Regions from separate parts of the Mus musculus genome. Here regions 2 and 3 are each linked to region 1. A link is a contact called in public Hi-C and HiChIP or PLAC-seq data. All regions are on one chromosome and are shown on one strand. The core of a region is the stretch at or near the end of the contact, and the rest is flanking DNA. Distances in the headings are between cores, read along the strand shown.

Region 1 (4,051 bases), core at 921-3,420:
GGAAGTAAAAAGGCCCCAGGGTTTTTCTACATTGCTTATCAGCACTGGACACAGGGAAGCAGCAGCCTGTGAGGCTCCTAGTATCAGGCTTAAGGACATGGAGACATTTAAGTCAGAGAACTGGCAAGGTACAATAGTGGCCACCTGTCTCCAACTGCCTGGCCATTGGGAGGTCCATGAATCCATGCCCGCTAGGAGCAAAGCCTATAGAGATGTCACCTGTGTCCCAAAGAGTCTAAGGACTCCTGAGGGACAGGGGCTCAGTCATCAGCCACGATGGAGAGGGCTCGGAGTTCACTTAGTTTGGTCTCATTTTCCCGCTCTCGCTGCTCATCTGAGTGGCCTGGCTGGTCAAGCTGCTGGGTCAGGTCTCCAAAGATCTTATGCATTTCTGAGTAGTATATAACCTGGGTAGGAGACAAGAGTTGTTGGCAGGAACTGGACTCCAGTTCTACACAGCACTCAGTCAGCAAAGCAGGTGAGAGGCACAAGCAGGGCCTGGCTCTGGGTCTGTGGGTTGCTCTGGCTGAAGGCGGTGGGGTGTGTCTCTCACTTGTTCCATCACTGCCTCTTAGACCTCACCCTATCTATCTATCCCTCAGCAGTCTAGGGGTAGGGAACCACAGCTGGGGCTTTTGGAAATATATACCACAGAGAAAGGTTTGTCAAGACCAAAATAGCTAGATTGGGCAGGGAGACTACATTTGAGGGTGCCAGAGGGCAGTATGTGGGCAAGGGCAGGCCTGGGGCTTACTGCTGTTTCTAAGCAAGGAGAGGAGCCAGGGGCTTTTGGTCATGGAAGAAGAACCCAGCAGACATTGGCTCCCCAAGTCTTGAGAGCTGGCCCTAGAAGTCCAGTTAAGGGAGGTGTCAGCTCCCCAGATCCCACCCCTTCCCAGTTTTGCTAGTTATCACATCTAGGTTAAGTTGCCTGGAAGAAAAGCAGCACTGATGTGGTGAGAGTGACTGGGTGAGAGGTGGGAGGCAGGTCCAAGAGTGGAGGGGTTTCTCTATGTGATAGATGGCGACTTTTCCACAGAGGCTAGAGGCCATTTCTGCCTCAGCTTCCACTTCCTGATGTGACATCACATCTCATCAAAGTGTCCCCATTCTTCAAGCACCTCAACTTTGAGATGTCTCTAGGATTCTCCTTCCATCTAAGAAACCAGACGATGGGGACTGGGAGGGTGGCTGTGCAGCAAGGGCCAGTGGGACATGGTATCCTAGGAAGTCTCTTTAGAATCCCCAGCTAAGTTGTAGCGGGCCAGGTACCCCCGCCCCCAATCCCTGCCTAAGACACAATGCCTGTTGAGTCATCTGGAATGCGCACTTCTCTAGTGACTAATAGCAGCAGCAGCCGGGTGAGAAGGAGGCTGGCACAGGGAGAGGTGGTAAACAACCCTGGCTACCCTGCTGCTTGGTTACGGGGTACCCCATAGCCTGGGCACCCTGCAGCTTCCTCTAAGGATCTGGGGGTGGGGATGGTGTATGCAGCTCACTAGAAGCAGAGGCAGGTGTCAGCAAAAGAGAGCAGGCCAAGATCTCCTGTAAATCCAGGCCTCATCCAAACAGAGGGTGCAGCAGCTGGAAGGCAGCCCTCACCTGCAGGGACTACAGGAGAGCATCCTCCCGCTTCTGTTGTCTGTCTCACTCCCTAGAGAGCACCGGACTGAAAACGTGTCACTAGCAAGTCCAGGCTCCAGTCCAAACCTTGCCTGGGCTTCTTGATGGGCATTCTACGCCATGGCTTTGGGTATCATTCCAAATGAAGGCTGGGAAGTGGGAATCAGGCTTTACCATGGCCCCTGTGGCTAGGAAAGCAACAGGGAATGATGATGTCCACTGGAGGGCAGCAGAGGTGCAGCTAAGACAAGAAGCAGGGCAGGCAGAATTTGTGGACAAGAAGCCTTAGCTTGGTGGCCAGAGAGTGTTGGAGTCCAGAGATGGAAGCCAATACCCGCGATCAGTGAGGAGGTCTGTGTGCAGAAGCCCTGCTCCTGGCTCCAGTACCACTGCCTCTCCCACCTTGCCAGTGGTGAGAACAAGCCTGAAGATGAACAGCGAGAGGAGGGCAGGAGCCTGCTGCATGCCATCCCAATTGGACCCAGCAGCAGGAGACACTGGGCTCCGACTGGGTTTTACCCTCTTTCTGGCTGCCACCCCCATACTGGTCTGCACTCCCATTTGTTCTCCACGAGGGGGCACTTCATATCTAGTGGCCAGCATTTCAGAGCCTATTCAGGACCCCTCCCTAGGAAACTGAAAGTTAAGACTCCTGTGGTCTCTGGCTAATGGAACTCTCCTATTGGGCTCACAAGCAGTCACTACTGGCCTCTCAAAGGATCTGCTCAGTCAAAGTGGTAGCTAAAGATGCAATCAGGGCTTTTCTTGCTTGCTTAATTAAGCAAGGGAGGAAGAACTCAAGGGGCGAAGAGTTAAACAAAAAGGAACCCTGTCTATCATAGGGTTGGGACTGAGTGGATTGCCAATGGAGGATACCCAACAGAAGTTCCAGTACAGTATCAGTGCCAGGCACCAGGGCTGACTAGGACAACACATGAACTTTCATAGAGCCTGGTGCAGGGAGGTGTTGCTGTCTGTGCAGAGCATGGCTATGTCTAACGGGAACTGGGTTCCTACAAAGATGATTCCCCAAGGGAAAAGCCTTGTCTCACCTGTGCCCGGATCAGGGACTCAAAGCTGGGTTGGAAATAGTCAAGTCGGCTGCCATAGAACCGCGGCATCTCATCCAGGAGTTGTTTATTCTTGGCCTCAAAGTCTTCCCGCACAGGACGTAGCTCTTCTCGGGCCTGGGGAACAAGACCTTGGAGTCAGGGCTGTCACTGAAGGGGGCAGGGTGGGTGGAAATAGCTAGTATCCTGGTTCCGCAGGTCCTGAAAGGAGGACCCCGTGGCAATGGTTGTTCCATTTAGCCTATTGCGTCTCCCCTGTACCTGGTGGAGCTTGGCCAGCACGGGGCCAGTCTTCTCCTTTTCCTCGTACTTCTCCACCTTGGCCTGCAGCCTCCCGTAGTCCTGCAAGGCCTGCTCCCGCCGCTTCACCGCCATGTTGAGGCTTGGGAATATGCTGCTGAACCTGTTGGGCACAGCCTGGTTGGAAACAGGCTTCTCATGTGGGGGTGTGTCCCAGTCACTACGTACTCAAACACATGTGCGACACACCTACTATGTGCCAGTCTCATAAGGCTCTGAGGCTTTGGGGCTTGTACAGGTGGGATGGCGTGGGGCACAGACAGTACTGAGAGCTCTCCCCAGACCCAGATGTTAGGCTGTGATTGCCGGTGCTCCCTGTCCTGCTGCGGAGCCTCAGCACGAGGTCAGCAGGGCTGGAATCCGACTGTATACACTAAAGACCAAATCAAACCAAACCAACAGGGGAAGGCAGGGCCACAGCCAGGGAGTGATGGTCTGGAAAGGGCTATGAGTATCCATGTTTGTCAACACCTTCTCTACTATGTCACAGTGCCACTGGCAGGAGACAAAAAAGAAAGATCCTGGCTAAGGGTTCCTTTACACCGTGAGGAAACACAAAGGGAATGGTTCTCCCATTAAAAGAACAAATGGAAAAAGCACGCTTTAGAAAGATGGTCCCAGCCGCTCCTACCTAACACAACTGAAAAGGAGTATGGTGTGACTACTCAGACGACTGGCCACGCAGAGCAGGCTGTGTTTGAAAAGTTTTGGCATTTGTGTGTAACCATCATCAAGGCTACCTTTCCCCCATGAAAGGCCATCCTATCTTGGACAGGCGCAGGGAAGAGCCACTTTTGAGGTGGGGGGCAGGCAAGAGTAAATGTTCTTCTTGACACAGATGAGGGGTGGAGGTGAGGTAACTCTACAAGCAGGTCTCTTGGGAGTGAGAAAATGGGGCAACTTCCTTGACTACAAAGCCATGAGGACGTGTTGTTGGCCTCATTGTTGGGCAAGACTTTCCTACCATACCATGCAGTGCCCACTGTACCAGCCAGGAGTTCTGACAGCCTGCTGTGATACAGACAAACAGCCAAGAGATTCAACGCCTCTGGACACTC
Region 2 (3,665 bases), core at 899-3,398, 210 kb before region 1:
CCTCTTATTTCAACCAAACACCATAAAGTCATCTTGTTTTTAAGCCTTTCCCCTGTTATTTATAGCTTCCTTCTTCAACAGTGAGAAACTCTGACCGTTTGTCATTATACCAACCTAAACACACACTGTGTGTGGACTGGAGATGTGACTTTATTGAGCTTCGTTTTAATTTTTTTTTTTTTTTGGTTTGGTTTTTTGAAATAGGGTTTCCTCCGTGTGGCCCTTGGCTATCCTGTAACTCTTCCTATAGACCAGGTTGGCCTCAAATACACTGAGCTCCTCCTACCTCTATCTCCCCAGTGTTAGGATTAAAGGCACATGCCACTACCGCCCGGCCCTCACTGAACTTCTTGATGATAGATTCCAGAGGTAGAAGCTGGTATCCCTGGCTAACAGGGACATTTGTACCTACAGTGTCATCGGGATATCATCCCTTCTGATTGCCCCTCTCAGCCCTCTGCTGTCTGCGCCTCATCTATCTATCTGTCTGTCTGTCTGTCTGTCTATGTATCTATCAGTTTTAAAGCTCAAAGACTGTTTTATTAGAGTTTGAGAGAAAAGCAGGCCAAGTGATGTAAAGCTGACACTTGCTGGAAGGAAGAGAATGAAGAAAGGAAGAAACTCAGGACATGTCAGCTATAGAGATTCACAGGCAGCTGCGGAAAGAGTGTGGGGAGGGTCTTCAGGAAAAGAGAACAAAACCAGCCAGAGTGTCTGGGACAAGTCTGCTTAGAGTTTTGGCTGGTATCCACAGAGGAGATAGAAATGGGAAAAGGGAGGCATACACATACTCAGACATGTATGTATGCATGTATGTATGCGTGTATGTATGCATGCATGCATGTATGTATGTGTGTATGCATGTATGTATATATGTATGTGTGTATATCCTTTTAAATTAGAACTTAGGAGAAAAATGGAAGGCTTAGCAGTGAAGACACTAAGTAACTGCTACATTTATCTTTGAAGTTTTTCTTTTTACATTGATCAACTGCTTGTATGCGCTCACACGCACACCCGTGCAGAGGTCAGAGCATAATTGGCTAGAACCAGTTCTTGCCTTCTCTTGTGGGTTCTGAGGATGCAGCTCAGGTGGTCAGGCTTGAGGCCAGTGCTCTTACCTGCTGAGCCATCTCCCCAGTCCACGTCTCTCTTCTGAGATGGGATCTCTGTTTAAAACCCAGGCTGGATTCAGTCTTACCCATCTTCCTGCCTCAGTGTCCCCTCAGTGCTGGCTTTGTAGGCAGGTGACACTGCCTGGCTTGGCATATGTCCTAAGCAATAGTCTTATTAACTTCATAGCTTCAGTAGTATTGTAACTCATAGAACATACTGTAACCTGATGTTAAAAGGCCAGAGGGGCCGCCTGCGTGAAAGCTAATCAACACCAGCCATAGTCAGAAACCACTATCCTGAGTGTCCTCTGCCCTCACTACTCTAGTAGTCATGTGCGTGATGTTGTCAGTAGGACGGGCTAATGGAGGTTCATCCAGAGTAGGGGGGAGCTCAGAGACCTGCTCAGCTTGGGGCCACCACCACCTGTGACCAGAACTTGCCATTCATACTTTTAGGAAATGGAAGTGTGTGGCAGGCACGTTAGTGCAACACTATAGGTTTGTGATCACCCATTTTGTGATTTCCCATTCCTCTTGGCCAGTCTAGCTTGCTAAGAGCCCTACAAAGCTAAAGTCGAAGTGCCAACCAAAGTTCTTTTCTGGGAGGGTGGCTTGCAAGGTTGGAAAGAAGTCGGCTCCTTGTTGATGTAGGATGGATTTTCCCTTCCTCTGGTTGCTAGCCAGGGACCACATTCAGTTCCTAGAAAACCCTCTCTCCCTATTTCCTAATATCTCTTGTTTTTGTTTCTGGGACAGGGTCTCATGTATCATAGGCAGGCCTTAAACCTTGAACTTCAGATTCTTCTTCCTTCACCACCATTGTTGGAATCACAGGCAGGTGCCACCACACAGATTGTGTTTAGGATGGAAGCCAGGGCTTTGTTTATCTTAGGCAAGCACTCTACCAGTGTAGGCACAAGGCCAGCTCCCTCTCTCCCTTTTAACTTTTGAAGCAGGGTCTCCTGTAACCCGAGCTGGCCTTGCACTCACTGTGAGGCTGTGGATGCCCTTGAACTCTTGATTCTCTTACCTCCACCTGCTACGTGCTGGCCAGGGCCTCCACCAGTCTCAGTTCCTATCTGTCAGCCACCAGCTGCAGCCTCCCTGCAGGTATGACGCAGGAGTGCCATCTCAATTACAGGTGCTGCCCACAAAGAAGGCAAGGGTCACAGGAGTCATCTTAGAACTATAAACCTGACTAAAGTGATCCCGCCTTGATGCCAACACCAAAGTATTTACCTAGAGCTCGCTTTCCTGACAGGTTGCCGGAGGTTGGTGGTTTCCAACCACCACGGTGTTCTCTGTAGTTCCTGGAGTCAGAAGGCTGAGATCAAGTGTGGGTGGGGCTCTGCTCCAACAGCTCTTCCTGTTAAAGAATCCTTCCTGATGTCTTCAGCTTCAGGTCTAGGTAGGGGTTTGGGGGTGGGAGGAGTAGTCACAGTAGGTGGGGAAGGGACCTTTGGTACTTCCTGGCTTGTGGCTACATAACACTAGCCTCTGTTTTGGTCCTTCTACCACCTTCCTTAATTCTGTGTGTGTGTATGTCCCCATCTCCTCCCCTTTTTCTGATAATGACGAGAGCCATTGGATTTAGGGCCCATCCAGATTCCAGGATGCTTTTACTCTTTTTTTTTTTTTTTTTTTTTTTTTTTTCCATTTTTTATTAGGTATTTCGCTCATTTACATCTGCAATGCTATACCAAAAGTCCCCCATAGCCACCCACCCCCTGATGCTTTTACTCTTAACATCCTTGCCTGACTTCATCAGCAGAGGCCCCACTTCTTACTCAGATCACATTCCTGAGGTTTCCCATGGAGGTGATTTGTGGGTACCATTCAGCTTATGCAGGGAGACAACCTTTGTAGAATCTGGCTCATGAACCTATGAACAAGAGGAGGGAGGAGAAAAATACTGCTCTTCAGCCCTGTGACAGAAAGCAGGCCTGGATGCTCTGGTTCAGAGCCCAACCCTAGGCTTCCTGCTACCCACCTGCCCGTTTGATGTTGCAGATCTGAGAGCCGCCCCCCCCCCCCGCCCCCATCTGACATCCCTGATCAGACGTCCCAGGTGCAGGGTGTCCCTGTAGGAAGTGCAGGGTTGGGGCTGAGGGACCACTAGAGTGTTGCAGCTCTGAGCTGTATCTCTAGACCTTCTTTATTTCTCTTGTCTATGTTACTCTGTCTCTAGACAACTAACATTTATTGAGTGGCATAGCAAGTACTATGTTTCTATTCTGTATCTCACCTTTTTGGCTACTCCGAGGGAGGGGCCATTCCAGCCTTTGCTTCTCGCTGTAAGGTAACCAAGTCCCATCGGCTTGTGTCTTGACTTAGATCCTCGAAGTTGATAATGTGGGATCCAGGGTCAGGCTGAGGTCTGTGTGACTGGGAGCACTCTTAGCTCTTATGTTTATTTAGCAATAGTTTATATGTGTATGTACGATGGGGAGTGCATTTGCCATGGCACATGTGTGGAAATCAGAGAACATTTTTCTTTTTCTGGAGGGTGATCTCTCCATTTACCCATGTAAGTGAGTTTCAGGGGTTAGA
Region 3 (4,073 bases), core at 1,021-3,520, 220 kb after region 1:
CCTGAGCCAATCTTCCTTGCCGTGTGGGTGCAATTTTTCCCTAATTACACTCGGCTCTGGTTGTGGAGGTCCGAGAGTATTTAAGTTAGAGAAAGCTAACTCAAGAAGGCTCTCTCTTATGTGACCGAGGAGAAGCCACCATTCATGCTGGTTGAAGACTTTAACAGTGTGGCTGCTTTGAGGTCGACCAAGCTCCTGCAAATAACCCCTCACGCATGCTCTGCAGGTGGACTGGGGTGGAATTGAATTTTAGGTTGTCATGGGAGGAGGAAAGAAGACATTGGTTAAGAATTCTCACAATATTTGACCCTGGACAGATGACGAGAGAAAACTATCCACAGGACAAGAAGGCCTGAAATCTCCAGGCAGGATGCTGCCGTCGTGACTGGAAAAACAAAGAGGATCATCACTCGGCACCCCTGACATCCGGAAATGGAGCTGTGGCATGGAGGTGCCCTGTGTCCTTGTGCCCTTCTTTCTGGGCATTTTAAGGAGCTGACACCCAAGTCTGCTGTCTGTACAGCCTTCTTCAATAAGGATCTATACTGAGTACTCAAAGAACAGCTCTGAATTTGGGGTTTGCAGGTAGGGACCCTGATAACCAGTAAGGTTATTTCCTGGCAAGCTGCATTTCCACATCCACAGAATAGGCCATGAAGGCCGGCCAGGGTGCCCTGCTAGCTTCCTTTCCAAACTTGTGATCCATCCTACCATCCCACTCGGCACCCCTCTGCTCTCAGTGCAGGGAGGATTTCCTATCCCTTTGTTTATGCTCCTCTGATCAAACCACCATTCATTCAACAAGCATTCAGAAACTCACAAGACGTGCCTGGCCTCTGGTTGCCATGGCAGAGCCGGAAGGCAGGCGGGGCACCTACCTCCCTGGAACTCCAAGGCATCCAGCTCAGAAAGGAAAGGCAATTCCTTCCACCTGTGTGAGGAGGCCTGCCTGAGGTCCTAGGGAAATGCCTGCCTGATAGCAGGCCACAGGGTAAAGGGGGCTGTGCCACCAGCAGCCCTGGCTAAGTGACTGTCAGAGAGAGGGTTCTCGAAACACTTGTCTTCTCTGTGGCTTCTCTCCGGGATGCCTGCCCTGCGTAGTTATCATCTGCCTACATTACTGCAGGAGCCTCTTAACCTACCAATAACATCCTCCTGACAGCCACCACCATGATTATCAAACCCACTTCAGCTAGCCCATGCCAGCCCACCCAGGCTGATGTCCTTGCCCCCCATCTCCACACAAAGCACATTTTCAGCAGCAGCGACTCCTTTTGTGTAAGGACTGACCTCGTGCCCTCTGCCTCTGCCTCCTGCTTAACACTCTTCCTCTCAAAGACAGCCTGGACTCGGGTGGGCGGGCCTCATCTCCTCCAGGAAGCCAAATGGGATTATGAGCAGACCATAAACATCACTGAACCCCCAGCGAGGGACTGCAGATGGAGTGGAGATGATCAGTTTCTGGGCTCATCTGTCCTAGGAGTTTGATTGGTCTTTGAGCATATGTACTGCCCAGCCTGTGAATGTAACTCAAGACCTAAAGGCTGAAGCCACAAAAGGTGTAGGAAACTTAAGGTTTTTCTGGGTGAATGCCTGGATCACATCTCCAAACCCTAACCCCGTGCCTCAGTTTCCCCTGCTACAACATAGCTGGGGAGGGTGAAGTACCTGCTCAAGTTCTGTCACTGGGAGGAAGCACTCCCATTCATTAGCATTTGCGAAGGGCTCTGAGTGCTGCAGATGGAGACTGCTCCTAGCAGGCAGCCTGGTGGGACTAAAAATAGAGTCGTGTGGCACCTTCTAACCCAGAGCTGGGGAGGGGTGGGAGGGGTGAAGGAAGGGTAGTCAGAGGAGGAGGTGGCTGGCCCAAGGTCCCGAGGGGCAATGCATACTGGTCATCCACCTGGAGATACTGTGTGTCCTTTCCTGAGCACCAGGCTCCTGCACTGACCCCAGACACCTGTCTTCTCTTTGGGAAAGCCAGAGGCAGGTGTCCTGCCTGGGGGTGGGGGTGGGGGGAGGGGGGTTGGGGTGGGGACAAGGGACAGAGAAAAAGACTGTAGCCCACAGGAGTTAGAGACTCTCGGCCTTTGCAGCACTTGGGATGGAAGGTTAGGGGAGTCAGGGAAGAGCTGGCCCTGGGAGGTGGAAAGGCGGTTGAGGGTAGCCCGTCCATCGGGCTAGATAGCCAAGAGGTAGCTTGTGAGTCCAGCAGGCTTCGGGGACGTGGGTGGAGAGCTGGCCGCAGCTAGGGCAGAACCTTAGGAGAGGGCCAGGGCCCACATTCTCTTGTGACTCAGGTCTGAGTCAATGCCATTTCTGAAACAGACTAGGGGGCGGGGTGGGGAGGGTGGAAGGTGTTTTTGCAAAATGACAAAGCAACTTGCTTAGGGCAGCCAGGCAAGAGGCACAAGCAGCTGGGAGGAGAATCACCTCAGGTCCTCTCACAGGGAAGGCTGGGGTGACTGGTTGCCAAGGGACCTGGGCTCTCCACACACACCGTCAAGGGCAGGGTGGGGAGAAGAGATGCGCTGTCCCCAGAACAGATTGGTGAGCACCTCCATCTCCACCACTGAGCTGAGAGGATGGCGCCTCCCTGGAAAACTAAAAGGCAGCCACTGGAGAGCCTCGCCCCCTTCTGATCCCCTTCACAGCCACCAGGAGGGGATTCCTCGGCTTACTAAGAGTGTGGTGCCCTCCCTGCCTCCCACCGGTGTAATGCTGGGAGAAGCCCAGGAGGGGATACTGCCAGTGCAAACAGGCAGCTGAGGACTCGGTTCCAACCATGCCCCTCCTGCCAGCCTGCAGGGCAAGCAGAGATGACAGGAGACGCAACTCTCCCCACCAACCAGGTGGGCAAAAGGACACACCCTTCGGGACAAAAGGGGCAAAAGTGGAGGTGCCCTGAAGACCCGCACGCTCGCTGTGGGAGTGCAGTCCGGCCACTACGAGGTCCTGGGTGGGCGTAAAGAGTCTCTGTGCAGGAGCAACAGAGGCACCTAGCTGGTTAGGATGCCTAGGGAGTATAGGCCATGGTGATGCCTGTCACCCAATAGGGTACCTGCCTGGAGTCCCCTGAATAAGACCACTTGAGCATGTCCAGGACGTCTTGCTTGTCTCAAGGTCCCCCGCTGAATGACCAAAGGAAGGGCAATGTCAGCACACCTGATTACTACTGTCCCCCACTCAGCAAGCCATGGGGCAAATAAACACATCTCCTACCATCAGATCTTGGGTTCCTTTCTCTGGGCATTGTTGGCTGGGGGCATTATGCTACCCTAGGGGATGGCTGTTTGTAAACCTAGGAAGATGCTTAGGGTGGTAAATATGGAAGTGGGTATCACTGAATGCAGGAACTGCACCATGCAACCAGAAAGGAAAAACAAAATTAAATTATAAAGGCTTGGTGACAATCACATATTCTAAACGCAGAAACACCTACAGCCACTGTTCAGGTCTCTGGATTGCATGTTTAAACCCAGCTAGACTCCAGCACTCAGCCACAACTAACCACTGTGATAACCAGCCTCTTTTGTGCTTAACCACATAGCCTGACATGAGCCCCCTAGCCTCCCCTCTCCCCAGAAAGGGATAAATACAGCCTACTGTCAATTAAAATACACATAATAAACAGGAAGGAGGAACAAGACTAGGAGAATATTTGTCCAAATAATGGGTGATTTTTTTTTAGTTTTTTTTTTATAAGCAACATATTTTCCATAAGGAATATGAAGCTTCTAAGGAGGAAACCAGTGCCACCAGTGTACAGTTGTACAGTGTACAGTGTACAGGAGTGGGGAGCTGGGAGAAGTCATATAGAGGAGAAGGAGCTTCGAGTACTCCTTTGTGGGTGGGACAAGAAATGGCAGGGAAATCGGGAAACCAGCCTGCTGGGAGGGAGAAAAGCAAGGAAGAAAGTGGAAAGAAGAGTAGAGGCCTTTCTAAGGAAGCCCCGGTAGAAGACTCCTAATCCCTGATATTTTCCTGCAACCTGCCATGCCTAGAATTCCCTTAGGGACCCTAGAGAGTGGTCCAGAGGTGGACTGATATTCCTGATATTATTATGTGATAAA

Evidence for each region. A called contact is a pair of places that touch in the nucleus more often than the background predicts. HiChIP or PLAC-seq counts read pairs in DNA pulled down with a chosen protein or histone mark.
Region 2: a contact with region 1 is called in a FOXA1 HiChIP or PLAC-seq map of pancreatic cancer cells. The contact joins two enhancer-like sites. A contact is called at or near these places in 1 of 115 datasets of contacts at active chromatin or transcription factors (pancreatic cancer cells) and 2 of 9 other capture datasets (adipose tissue and liver).
Region 3: a Hi-C map of embryonic fibroblasts shows a contact between it and region 1, with 4 times the contacts expected there. The contact joins two enhancer-like sites. A contact is called at or near these places in 2 of 15 datasets of contacts at CTCF or cohesin (the NIH/3T3 cell line and large pre-B cells), 14 of 484 Hi-C or Micro-C datasets (the 3T3-L1 cell line, B cells, the N1E-115 cell line and 9 more), 2 of 115 datasets of contacts at active chromatin or transcription factors (acute myeloid leukemia and bone marrow-derived dendritic cells) and 2 of 9 other capture datasets (adipose tissue and liver).

What each region holds. Positions count from the first base shown.
Region 1 is chr14:70,133,495-70,137,545 of GRCm38.p6, reverse strand. It overlaps Bin3 (bridging integrator 3), which reads right to left. Exons shown (of 9, transcript NM_021328.4): 7 at 2,955-3,096; 8 at 2,676-2,810; 9 at 1-407. The coding sequence ends at 261. Among named protein-coding and RNA genes, the nearest start is that of Ccar2, 18 kb to the left of the region's middle. Within about 2 kb of position 2,170, at least 75 of the 459 cell types and tissues checked have an H3K27ac peak or open chromatin away from gene starts, as enhancers often do. A contact at or near this core is called in the NIH/3T3 cell line, embryonic fibroblasts and pancreatic cancer cells, where this site is marked.
Region 2 is chr14:70,340,019-70,343,683 of GRCm38.p6, reverse strand. The region is part of intron 1 of Slc39a14 (solute carrier family 39 (zinc transporter), member 14); the gene reads left to right. Among named protein-coding and RNA genes, the nearest start is that of Slc39a14, 9.6 kb to the left of the region's middle. Within about 2 kb of position 2,148, at least 69 of the 459 cell types and tissues checked have an H3K27ac peak or open chromatin away from gene starts, as enhancers often do. A contact at or near this core is called in pancreatic cancer cells, where this site is marked.
Region 3 is chr14:69,910,153-69,914,225 of GRCm38.p6, reverse strand. The region is part of intron 3 of Pebp4 (phosphatidylethanolamine binding protein 4); the gene reads right to left. Among named protein-coding and RNA genes, the nearest start is that of Pebp4, 72 kb to the right of the region's middle. Within about 2 kb of position 2,270, at least 61 of the 459 cell types and tissues checked have an H3K27ac peak or open chromatin away from gene starts, as enhancers often do. A contact at or near this core is called in the NIH/3T3 cell line and embryonic fibroblasts, where this site is marked.